2 separate regions of the Bicyclus anynana genome follow, and region 1 is linked to region 2. The links are chromatin contacts, called in public Hi-C maps. All regions are on one chromosome and are shown on one strand. Each heading gives the region's core, a stretch centred on a gene start, on an enhancer-like site or on the middle of the called end of the contact. The rest is flanking DNA. Distances are from core to core; before and after follow the strand shown. Region 1 holds the start of LOC112043552 (signal recognition particle receptor subunit beta). Region 2 has its middle 4.8 kb from the start of LOC112043553.

Region 1 (6,780 bases), core at 271-2,770, 110 kb after region 2:
TTTATCACAATGTTTCCACTGGACATGGGATTTGCATGCTTAAACTAGTTAAAAATTTGCAAACATAACTTACATTTCCTTTTCAAGTAGGCTCTTAATGAGTTGACCACCTTTAGCCATCGGCAGGTCCTGCTTGTTGCACAGAATGAGCAGAGGGGGGCAGTTGCTCAGAATCACTGGATCCACAAGAATTGTGTACAAGTATCTAAAAAAAATATGTACCAAATTAAAAACCTCCTCTTTTTAAGAAATCAAAAATGTGTATAGAAATAATGACAGTAAATATTATATAATAATAGTATCAGCTGATGGACATTCACTGCAGAACATGGGCCTTTTGTAGGGACTTCCAACCATCACAATCCTGAGTAACCAGCATTCAGCAAATATCTGTGACTTGCTTGATGTCATCAGTCCACATGGTGGGGGCTACTTTCTCTTATTTCATTTAAATTTAAAAATATAAATACTTACTCAGCTACATCTCTAATCTCCTTTTGAATAGTAACAGAGTCCACAACATAGACCAGAGCCTTAGCACTATGTTTGTACTGATCAAAGAACTTGTTTCTTAGTCGTTCTTGACCTGGTAAATCCACAATCCTCAATGTTTTCTGAAAACAAATGCCAGATATTGAAGACATGTGTTGAACAAGAAACCTATGAGGAATTTTTCATGTGCCCAAAGACCTCAGCTATCATTTAATTCTCCTGGCCATTACATTACACACAGTGCACAAGGCTATAATCATTTAATGATGTAAATAAAGTATTTTCCAGCATTAGATGATGTATTAGAATTACTCTTAGATCCTCTCTATTTTAAAAGTACACTATTGCCTTTATATCATGTATGTATTTATGTTTTTTTGTTTGTTGCTATACTTTTATTGTGAGGATATCCATACCTAAGAATAAAACATTACTAACTACTTACTTACCACACGAAAATTAGTACAAAAGAAATAATTTACACAACTTTACTTACATTATTGGACGTAATATAATCTTCAATGTTTTCTTTCATAGATGTGAATGTTTCCCTGAATTCCGAGTAACAAAGTCTAACAAAAAGAGACGTTTTACCGGCATCTGAGAGCCCGGTAAGTAGCACAGACCGACGCAAATGCCGACGTGTCGACAACAGCCACCAAATTACTGTAAAAACGTAAAGGAATAAGAAAAAATACCTAAATTAAAAGAATTGTGGTATTTTAATTTTGTTCTAGGTAGAAAATATAAAACTCACGCAAAGTAACCAAAAGAATGACCACACTTAGTAAGGTTATGTACAGTGGATCTTGTAACATTGGTTGAGTGTTAATCGTTTCTTTAATAACCTCTGGTTCTGTTTCCATGATGTATTGATTAAATTATCTTTTATGTTAAAAATTTATATTAAAAATTTACACTCGAAGTCGAAAGTAAAAATTAACCAAAACGCTCGATTTTGCAATTTACCAATTTCAGTGACGTTTATCGTTTACAATTTACATAGTTGACATTTGACATGATCGTTCGGAATTACAATATTTTATCAAGCGACTTTATTTAACGTTTGCCGATTATTTGAATCTAATATTATTTTACGGTTATACCCCAACTCTAGCAGCAAATATTCTTTGGGTATTTTACTGGTTTATCTGTGGACTGTGGTGTAGTATCTATTAACCTGTGGTGTTTCTCTTGTCAATGTCAATTGTCAACTTGATTAATGATTCGGAATTTTGCGCCATTTTCAGAATTTCAGATTTTTAAAAAATTATCAATTTAGTTTCAAAATGTGTAGATATTTATTGCATGTAAATTGCTAGCTATATGAAAAAATTCAAATCACACATCAGATTTGAGGTAAGTGTAAGAAATGCGATATAATAGATGCGATAATGGAATACTTGTAATACATACTATTTTATTTACTTTAAAATAACATATTCCTATCATCATTATTAACATCACTCCAGTTTAAATATTACGTCACATGTTGCCATAGAATGTTAATAAAAACATACGATACGATTAGTAAGAAAATGTAAATTTCCTAGATGTTTTTGAGTTGATTTCATACATGGTAGCTGGACGCCGGCCGGCCTTTGTTTTTTATTGACTGTCATAACTACCATTTGTAGCTTGAGTAGTGGAAAATTGACAATTATAATAAGCCTTACACAAATCATATTTGTTACAGAGTACAAAACTACATTAGCAGCATTGATACACATTCTTATTCATAAAAAAAGCTTAAAATGCAGTGAGGACAGGAGTCTTAAAAGACATCTGACTTGAAATAGTTACAAAAATGTCTTTAGAACTGAGTGTTAAAGAAACATGTTCAAGTTTAACATCAGCCCGGGCCACAGAGAGGAAGAAAAGTGCAAATACACTAAAAGATTTCCTCACAAGAAATGCTGTGCCTGCACTGCTCACAAGTAACGCTAAGAAGAGATCTGGTTATAATTGGAATCATGTTTTTGGTGATATCAATGATTTTATTATGAAGGTATGAATCAATCTTAATACATATAAATTACGTGTCATGTATTTTGTTTTTCGTGGAGACAAGATAAATATCAAATATCTAAAAACTCTAAATCAAAGTATAGGATTTGTGACCTGGATGTTGGGTTAAGGAATTTGTTGACAATTGATTAACACTCCCCTCTGCTCGTATTGTTCTCCCTACCTAGCCAAATTTGGTAAAATCCTATTAGAGGACCTTTAAACACGAGGTCTAATATAGAACTTGCTGCATTTCCAGGAAGTTCAAGAATTTAATCAAATTTTCACACTGTGTGCAGTTTGTTCCAACTTGAAAGATAAGAGAGCTTAGGGGTAGGGAAGAAGTAAGTGCATACAAGTCAAAGCAAAGCTTGAGCGGGGCTGTTAGTAATAATATGTAAACCAAATTATGTTTCAGTATCAGCCTATTTAAATGACCCACTTCAAAATATTTGTATCAATATTTGTTATTCACAGGAGACTGAAAAAAGTGATGCCAAGAATTTTGATACAGTCACTGCACCTTTATGCACAAGTCTTTTGCATTTATGTGTTGCTGGTTCTAATAAAGGTAATCTTTAGCAATCATTATATTACAAAGTGATTCAAAATCATTATTAAAAACAAACTTTAAATTTTAAATTTTTGGTATTTTATTTATTTATAGGTTTATGAATGAAACAGACCATATTCTCTGTTTTTGTTTTATTATAATTATAATGATAAAATATTATCCAGTGGATGGTGTATTTAGCAACAGGCAGGTCATCTCCTCCCAGATCAAAATCCAGCTGGGGGTAACCTTGCCCGGTTAAGGCACAGGGGATCTAGTTCTCCCGATCATGGTCTTCCAGCCCCTTTCAGGGCCGAGGCCTATCAGCCTAACGGTAGCAGTGGATGTCAATCAATGTGCCCCACGCTGACTGCAATTATTCGCTATCCTTACTTAAGCAAATTACTACTTTCAACTTCTTTTTTAATTTCAGGTCATGCATATATCAAGTGCCAATCTATTATGGATGCATGTTTGCATGTACTAAATAACAGTCCTACAAGGAAAGCTGTTGGAGATGCATATTTAAGTTTACTCTACAAACATGTGTTTCCCGTTGAACACTATTTGGGGTTTATATCACCAGCTACTTGGGACAGTATGTAAAATATTCATATATTATAAACTAGTGGATGCCCACGACTTTGTCTGTGTGAAAACTTTCAACCCCTATTTCTATTTATATATATCTTAAAACCTGAAAGACTAATATTAAAAAAAACTTCAACCCCTTTCTAACCCTTTTGGGGGGTAGAAATCTGGTAGTTTACACGTCACATACCAATTTTTACAAATGTAACTTGAGAAACAAATGACTTTCCATACAAATTTTCAACCCTTTTTCACTCCTTTTCATTTAATTTTCACGATAAAGAGTATCTTATAGCCTTCTTCGAATTATGGTCTCAAATCATAAGAAATTTAATTTGGATTCATTTAGTAGTTTCAGCGTGATACCCTGTCAACAAAAATATGGACAAATAGACAAAAAAAATATTTTTGGCTTCAGTATTGAATAAACAATGCCCTCAATTCGAACTAAAATTTCGTCATCAACCCATATTTAATTTTATGTGGACCTTGAACCAAGGCCGAATAATAAAGAAATATTTAATATTCAATACCTAAACCAGATGAAAATTGCTTTTGAAGCTCCCTACAAAAAGAAAGAAATTCCTCAATGTAAAAGATGCCAAAGATTTGGACACACGAAAAACCAATGCTACAGACCTTATCGCTGTGTCAAATGCGGCGAAGATCATCCTACAACACAATGTACTAAAAAACCTGATACTGAGGCAACCTGTGCAAACTGTGACGAAAAACACCCAGCCAGCTACAAAGGTTGCAAAATCTACAAACAATACAAAGAAAGAATCACAAAGACTGCTCCTAAATACAAAGTAAATCAACCAAAACGCACTGAAGAGACCAATAAAACAGCCAACCTGACTCCTAGAATATCAGACTTTAATAAAACATATGCCCAAGCTGCTAGGACCAAATCAACAACTCCTACAACACAGAGAAGAAATGACGTTAATGACATGACAGATATAATGGGGACAATGTTAGAAAAACTGCAAAACACAATGCTGACAATGATGGAAAAAATGATGGACAAAATGATGGACCGTATGGTTCTACTAGTCAACAGCCTAGTGAAAAAATGACTCGCAACCTCCGAGTTGTTACTTGGAACGCCAATGGCTTGACGGAACGACGTCAAGAACTTGAAACCTTCCTACTTATTGAAAATATTGACATTGCTTTAATATCCGAAACGAGGTTCACACCAAAAACTCACATAACATTAAAAAATTACACCATCTATACGACAAATCACCCTACAGGAAACACCCACGGGGGTACTGCAGTAATTATTAAAACCAGTATTAAACACTACGTCTTGGCGGAATATCGCACAGAAAAAATACAAGCAACATCTATTGCCCTACAAGATAACAGATTTGAAACGGTATTTGCTGCTGTCTACTGTCCTCCTAAACACACAATAACTGCTCAAGACTACAAAGATTACTTCTCTACTCTTAGTAATAGATTTATCAGTGGGGGTGACTGGAATTCAAAACATCTACACTGGGGATCTAGGTTGACCAACACAAGAGGAAGGCAACTCTTCAAATCAACACAAGAAATGAAACTGGAATGCTTATCAGGTGGAGAGCCTACCTATTGGCCAACTGACAGAAATAAGATTCCGGATCTCTTAGATTTCTTCATTACAAAAAATATTGACAGTAATTATATCACAGTGGATTCATGCATAGACCTAACTTCAGATCATACCCCAGTTATCTTAAATATGAATACAACAGTAACTCTAGTTAACCCACTACCCAAAATATACAACTCCAGAACTACTAACTGGGAAACGTTTAAGTTTGTAATAACAACAGAAACAAATCTTAAAAATAAAATTGGCTCAAAAGAAGAGTTAGAAGATGAAATAGAGAAATTAAATAAGACTATTCACAAGGCTTCTAATATTGCTACCCCTTAAGGAAGAAATGAAGGGTACCCACCAAAGCATTACTCAAATCTGAAAGATATAAAACAGAAAATTCAGAAACGTCGGAAACGGAGAAAAATTTGGCACACAACTGGATATCCATCAGATAAAGCAGCGTTTAATAAATTTTCTGATGAACTTAAAAAGTATATAAATACTTTGGAAAATGACAATATTCATCGCATGCTTTCAAATCTTGACCCAACAAAAGAAACTAACTACTCACTGTGGAAAGTCACCAAAAACTTAAAGCGTCCTAAACCCCATATACCACCTATCGACAATAATAAAGGCGGATGGGCTAGAACTGATTTAGAGAAGGCTATAACATTCGCTGAACATTTATTCACTGTTTTTCAACCGCTCACTGAGGGTTGCCATGAACATGACATAAAAATCAGAGAATACCTAGGAACAGCGAATCAAATGTGTATGCCCTTAAAAAATATAAGCCCTAAAGAAGTACTCGAAGAAATGAAGTTACTTCAGGAGGGTAAAGCACCTGGATATGACCAAATTGACGCCACACTTCTGAAGAAACTTCCATTCAAAGGAATAATGAAACTGGTACACATTTTTAATGCCTGCATAAGATTTGAACACTTTCCTGGTCAATGGAAGATAGCTCAGGTAATAATGATAGCTAAACCTGGGAAACCACCACAAAAGGCATCCTCGTATAGACCTATCAGCCTATTGCCAGTTATTGGAAAGCTTTTCGAGCGAATACTCCTTAATCGAATGAAGGAACATTTGAGTACAGTGTTGCCAAACCATCAGTTCGGATTCCGCGAAAAGCATGGCACTGTGGAACAAGTTCACCGAATCGTTGATATCATTAGCAGAAGCTTAGAAAATAAACTATACTGCTCCGCTGTCTTTCTAGATATTAGCCAAACATTTGATAAGGTATGGCACGAAGGCCTCATCTATAAGCTAAAAAAGATGCTACCACACAGTTTTCTTGCCATATTAAAATCATACCTGGATAAAAGGAGTTATCAAGTTAAATTTAATAACGACTGCTGCTCTAACCTTTATGAAATCAATTCCGGAGTTCCCCAAGGTAGCATACTGGGCCCTGTATTATATCTAATCTTTACTGCCGATGTCCCAACAAACGATTCCACATCAATAGCGACATACGCTGATGACACGGCCTTGTTATGCTCACATTCAAACCCTTCTACAGCTT
Region 2 (6,278 bases), core at 1,166-3,665:
CCTCCCACCAGCTAGACCTGGACCAATTAAGAAAACCTCAATCGGCCCAGCCGGGGATCGAGAGAACGAGAGAGGAACTTCTAGGGTCTCTAGCGAAGGGTTGCCATGAAGCCAAGTGCAAAAGCAAAATTATACTTTATACTTAGATGGTTGAGGGTCTGGATCCTTGAAACCTGCTACCTCCCATAGCCACCAGTGTCCAAACTTACCTTGCCTTGCCATAGTATGGTAGGAGCATGAGATGACAAACTTTCAGCTTTAATCTAACGACGAAGGTCTGGCGTTCGCTAGCTCTCTGTCTATAAGGGTTTGAGCGAATTTTTCGGCGGCAATCTTTACACTATCGCCGTGTTGCGCCTGTGGCGATCGTGATTACTAAGTGTGAACGACCGACAAAATACTAATATTTGTTTTCGACCCCGAGTAAATATTCTCGCGGCGACTGACCACGTAACAAGGTGTGCCATGTAATTATACCACAATTTTCAAAGCGTTTCACGTTAATTGTGCAGTCGGCAGGTGCGACATTATACAAGAATAGATTTATAACGTCGTATGTGTAACATTATTCATCTCGCTTTCTGCAATCTTATGGGAGGAATTTCGTGAAAAGTGTGTAAAAAGAAGCCAGGAATCGGCGCCTTATTTGAATTGACTAATGTAAAGGAGAATGCCCACCGGCCCAACTATTCAGGAATACTTAATTATTTATTTGGAAATGAAAATATGGTGTATAAATAAGGATCGGCTTAGTAAACTATGGTTTACTAAGCCGATGTTTCTTGAAGAAAATATAATTATTTTTCTTTTATTCTTTACAAGTTAGCCCTTGACTACAATCTCACCTGATAGTAAGTGATGATGCAGTCTGAAATGGAAGCGGGCTAACTTGTTAGGAGGAGGATGAAAATCCACACCACTTTCGGTTTCTACACAGCATCGTACCGGAACGCTAAATCGCTTGGCGGTACGTCTTTTGCCGGTAGGGTGGTAACTAGCCACGGCCGAAGCCTCCCATCAGCCAGACCTGGGCAAATTAAGAAAATCTCAATCTGCCCAGCCGGGGACCCAGGACCTCCGTCTTGTAAATCCACCGCGCATACCACTGCGCCACGGAGGCCGTCAAAATATAATAATAAATATAGCAGTGGACGTCTATCGGCTGATAAGGTAGGTTGACAATGGACATAAAGATCGGCATAACGAGTTCATCTAGCTATAGGTTTGATTAGAAGTAGAGTTATTAAAATCAGACAACCTTGAAGTTGCAAAAGTACTAGCGTAATTTGAAATAGATTTTATCAAGGAAATACTAGTTAAAATAAACGTGATTGAATGTTAGCAACTTATAAAAAGCAAAAAATATGCCTAAATATTTTACGTTTGAAATCCAGGCTAAACTTTCTACATAACTTAACGTTACGAGGCTCATTTTGTTAACTTAATTGGCGAACATAAAATGCTATTAGGGAAAAAGTTTTAAAACTCTCAACTCGATATTTTAAACCTTTATGCAACGTTGTAAATTCAAATAAAAAGCTCGACAAAAGTCGTTATTGAGGAACCCTTGCATTTCACCATAAACAATGCCGATGAGAACATTATTTTCGCCAGGGCGTGTTGGCAAATATTTTGGCTCTCATTGTCCTTTTGTCGACCGCCTTCAACCCGTCAATTTTACCGTAAAATTTAGAGGCGAAATTTTAACACAGCGTCGGGAGAAAAACTTTATGACTCCGCTAAAGGCTACTATGTTAACAAAGCTTAACGAGCGCTGTGTTTATGACTGTATTTAACAATGTTTCTGAATACGAGCCCGCTTCGTCCTCTCGCTGTATTGTGCTATATTGTTGCACGCACGGCCGCCGCCAGGATTTATCTCAGGGGGGGCTTGTAAAAAATGCAACTAATTTAAAATTTCTTTTTTAAAATGTAACATGATTAATATTTCTCGTTCATAAAAAGCTTGCGATAATTGGAGTAGTAGGTATTCCAGTCAATCAATCAATGTTAGGAACTCTCGCCCTCGGTTTTGATAATCTACGCTAAAGGTCAATTTTTATGAATTACTTATTTATACTACTTACTCTGGTTTATACTAGTCTGGTGAAGGAAATATTTTTTAAATTATATTCCTACCTATAAACCTTATTCATAAAAGGGTTTTAAAAACAGGTTTCATTAAAAAGCCTAACGAGAATGGACGAACGGGATGTACGACTGTACCGAGTACGAGTGCACTGTCTGTGACTGTTTATGATAAAGTAGGTAAACGTTCTATTCTTTTAAATCAAACTTGCAAAAATACTCTTGCTATGCAGGGGGGTTGGAAGAACCCCCTTGTACCGGGCCCTGCTTGCGCTAAAAATAACGGTTTAAGTTAAATAATAAGTTTGGTTAAGAGACAATGGTGCGTTTGTCTCGTAACCAAAACTGTTTGTCGGCGAAATCTTTTGAGTCCTTTAACATTTAAAGAAAGGGACCCATGAAGGCTATTGGGTTGAAATTTTTATTTGAGTTAGCTTGCCGACAAATGATTACCTAATGTGTTACTTTTAAAAGGAGAGAGACGTGATAGCCCAGTGGATATGACCTGTGCCTCCGATGCTATTCAGTTCTGTGAAGACGGTGAAGGAAGAATATCGTGAGGAAACCTGCATACCTACCTGAGAATAATTTTCTTAATTCTCTGCGTGTGTGAAGTTGTCAATCCGCATTGGCCCAGCGTGGTGGACTATTGGCGTAGTCTCTCGGAGAGGAGACTCGAGCACAGCAGTGAGCCGAATATGGGTTGATAATGATTAGGCTCTATACGTACGGTTTTTGACGGCCTCCGTGGCGCAGTGGTATGCGCGGCGGATTTACAAGACGGAGGTCCTGGGTTCGATCCCCAGCTGGGCCGATTGAGGTTTTTTTAATTGTTCCAGGTCCTGCCGATGGGAGGCTTCGGCCGTGGCTAGTTACCACCTTACCGACAAAGACGTACCGCCAAGCGATTTAGCGTTCCGGTACGATGTCGTGTAGAATCCGAAAAAATAAATAAGAAAAATTATCTGGTGTGCAGGTTTCCTCACGATATTTTTCCTTCACAATTTGAGACAAGTGAAAAGTTGGAGGTGCATGCCCCGGACCGGATTCGAATCCACACCCTCCGGAAACGGAGGCAGAGATCATATGCACTGGGCTATCACCAAAGAGCCTAATACCCTAGTTAACAACCTCGAGTACGCCACTGTAAGAAATTGCATATTTTTTACTCAAAACGACATTTAACATGAGTTGTACAATGCTCATATAGTTTTCAGTCGACTAGTTTTGTAATAAAATAAAGGCTCTTTTAATATGTCCAGCAATTCGAACAGAAAAACCTACTTTTCCGGCTTGGACATTTTGAGAGTAGGTCTTTAATTACTTTATCATTAAATGATCATTGATAGTAAACAGCTTTGACATACTGCCTACCTACGTCTGCCTTGCCTTTCATTGACTCATTGACTATTTATTAATTCTCAATTTATTCAGTTACTGCGGTTCTGTGGTATAAAGAATTGTAAGGAAAACCCTTTTTTTGGTTTGTTAATTTTTATTGCTACCGCGACGAATAGGTAAGTAGGAGGTACACGCTGTTGCTGTGTTTGTACTTTGTATTTTTGAAAAGAATGTCTTTTGTTGCTAACGGCGTCGCCGCGTCGGTGCGGCGGGCGGTTGAAATAAAAGTGACGAAGTGAAAAATAAAACGCAGAATAACATTATTATCTTATTTAGTTACGGTAAACCTATATTGTTTACAGTTTATACGGAGAGTTAAAACATTCGCTTATAGGACGTTTTAGGGAGAAACACATTGGTCGATTTGTATACTTTAATTTTAAGAAACAACCAAACCGTAAAAGTAGGTAAGATAACGTATATTTATGTGTATAGATATATATAGATAAGGTAAGATGAGAGAAAGTATGTTAGATAATGGCTTGGCTATTAAAATAAGATTATAGAGATGAAAATAGGTATATATATTTTTTTCAAAAAATACAGCAGCTCTGAATTGGATGATGTAACATCGTGAACATTTTAGATTTGTCCTGATCATTATCATAAACATCTTTTAATTAATAGTGACCGGATAGGAAAGCTCCAAAATGATGATGAATACCTTTTTTTTTTTCTTTTTTTTTTCTTTTTTTTTACTGATCATTATCATAAACATCTTTTAATTAATAGTGACCGGATAGGCTCCAAAATGATGATGAATACCTACCTACATTAGTTGTACCTAGTAGCAGACACCCGTAACTCCGTTAGCGTTGAATTTTAGTGGACAACTATACGACGCCACGTGGATTCACTCCCGTAGTTCTCGTTCCCGATGACACTTACAAATAACGTTGCTTCCCAAGCAGAAGAGAATTTTCAGAGATTACCCCCTACAACACCACAAACACCTCTTTATAGTATTACTAGCAGACGCCACGCGGTTTCAGCTGCGTAGCTCCCGTCCCCGTATAAATATAACCTTTAGCACCCGGGGATAATGTATAGCTTCCCAACAGTGAAAGAATTACGAATATTATTTAAACGGGTACATACCACGATAAAACGACGAGATTTTTAATGTCGTTTTATCGTGGTATGCACCCGTTTTAATAATATTCGTAATGAACAACCACGAAATAAGTTTAAAATCATTAGTGCAAGAGTTTTTCAAATCTGTTCAGTAGTTTTAATGCCTATTAGCAAACAAACAAATCAAATCAAATCAAATAATTATCCCTACATCCTTAGAAAAAACACCAAGGCTTATTTCGGTACAATTCGGTGTAAATTACCGACTTTGTTTAGGTATACTTACATGATAATTATGTATTTTAGGTAAGTAAGTAACGTATTAGTATTGTTTATTTTGAAAATATTGATATTCACTCCTACACGTGTCTGTGATTAACAATCATGGGTCTATTTATTTTTATGAGTCCGACTCAGATGACATATTCAGTGGCCTCAAGCATTGTTTTATCTTTAATTCTTTAAAACACCGGTATTTTAAGACCGTTATTATACAAAGATGGTATTTACAAAAGACTTAACAGAATTTGCTCTATTTTTAGAATGTAAAAACATTTAAAATAGGGCAATTTTTATTGTTTGAAAGACCGGCGGTAATAAAACGTGAATGTTTTTAAACGGGACGAAAAAATTGTAACAGTTCCTTTGTTTATAAAAACACCAAACGGCTAACGGTTTTTAAGTAATCTTATTTTTTTTTATATTTCTGCGTTACACAGATTTTTTTTTTATTTAGTGGCGGGGTTTGGATTTTAGTTTCTGATTTTAATCGTACAGGTATACTACCTAAACCATCGAAATTCTTACCTACCTGTATTGTCTTCAAATCTGACGAATAATAATTATATGTATGAGTAAAGTTATTCCTAATACATAAACGACAAACACATGAAAATTTCTCCATAATGAGTAAGGTGCTACATACAAGCGCTATTTCCGTGTTTTCAGTGACAAGTTAGCCCTTGACTGCGATCTCATCTGATGGTAAGTGACTATACAGTCTAAGTGGAAGCGGGCATACTTAGAAGAAGATAAATTGGTTCCATAGATACTTATGACGGTTTGTACGTTGCATCGTACTGGAACGCTTGGCGTTACGTCTTTGCTGGTAGAGTCGTAACTAGCCAAGGCCGATGCCTACCACCAGGCCAAATTTAGAAATTATAAAATGTTTAACTTTACCCGAGCTGGGAATAGAACACAGGACCTCACCAGGCACCAACTGCGCCAAGAGAAGTCGTCAAGTGGTCTTTTTGGATAGCTATATTTATGGTTTCGTAGGTTTGAAGATCGGGCCAAATAAGCACCAGCTCTTGTGTCACCTGACCAAAATTCAAAATTCAATATACATTTTTTTCAATTAGGCTTAGTTTATAAGCACTTTTGAAAAGTCAAGTTATGTCATAATTTAATTTAATCTAATGGTGGTAATAATACTTAAAAACTTAAAATTAAAGTTACGAGGGTTCCAAACTTGCCTTGGTCCGAGAAGAGCCCACAAAAAACTCAGTTACTAGAGCGCGGCTAGTAAATTATTGCAATTTTTGTTGGTTGACCAAAAGTCTCAAACATAGACGCTATATATATATATCATCCTACCAGTCCTTTAGTATAATATTATGATCTAGTATTTACGATGCCTAAAAGAGTTTGAGCATATTCAGCGGTCGCGCTAGCCATTTGAATCGTGCTTCGTCGAGGTTTTCATGAAATAA

What was found. Hi-C and Micro-C count contacts between places; a contact is called where the count stands out from the background.
Region 1: a Hi-C map of whole larva shows a contact between it and region 2, with 3 times the contacts expected there. The contact joins the promoter of LOC112043552 here to the enhancer-like site in region 2. A contact is called at or near these places in 2 of 2 Hi-C or Micro-C datasets (whole body and whole larva).

What each region holds. Positions count from the first base shown.
Region 1 is chr14:11,177,755-11,184,534 of ilBicAnyn1.1, forward strand. LOC112043552 (signal recognition particle receptor subunit beta) reads right to left here and starts at 1,521. Exons shown (of 5, transcript XM_024079023.2): 1 at 1,250-1,521; 2 at 989-1,158; 3 at 475-614; 4 at 74-205. The coding sequence starts at 1,358. LOC112043551 (serine-protein kinase ATM) reads left to right here and starts at 1,716. Exons shown (of 36, transcript XM_024079022.2): 1 at 1,716-1,851; 2 at 2,189-2,500; 3 at 2,977-3,070; 4 at 3,486-3,650. The coding sequence starts at 2,300.
Region 2 is chr14:11,068,231-11,074,508 of ilBicAnyn1.1, forward strand. No RefSeq gene overlaps it. Among protein-coding and RNA genes, the nearest start is that of LOC112043553, 4.8 kb to the right of the region's middle. Within about 2 kb of position 2,416, at least 3 of the 8 cell types and tissues checked have open chromatin away from gene starts, as enhancers often do.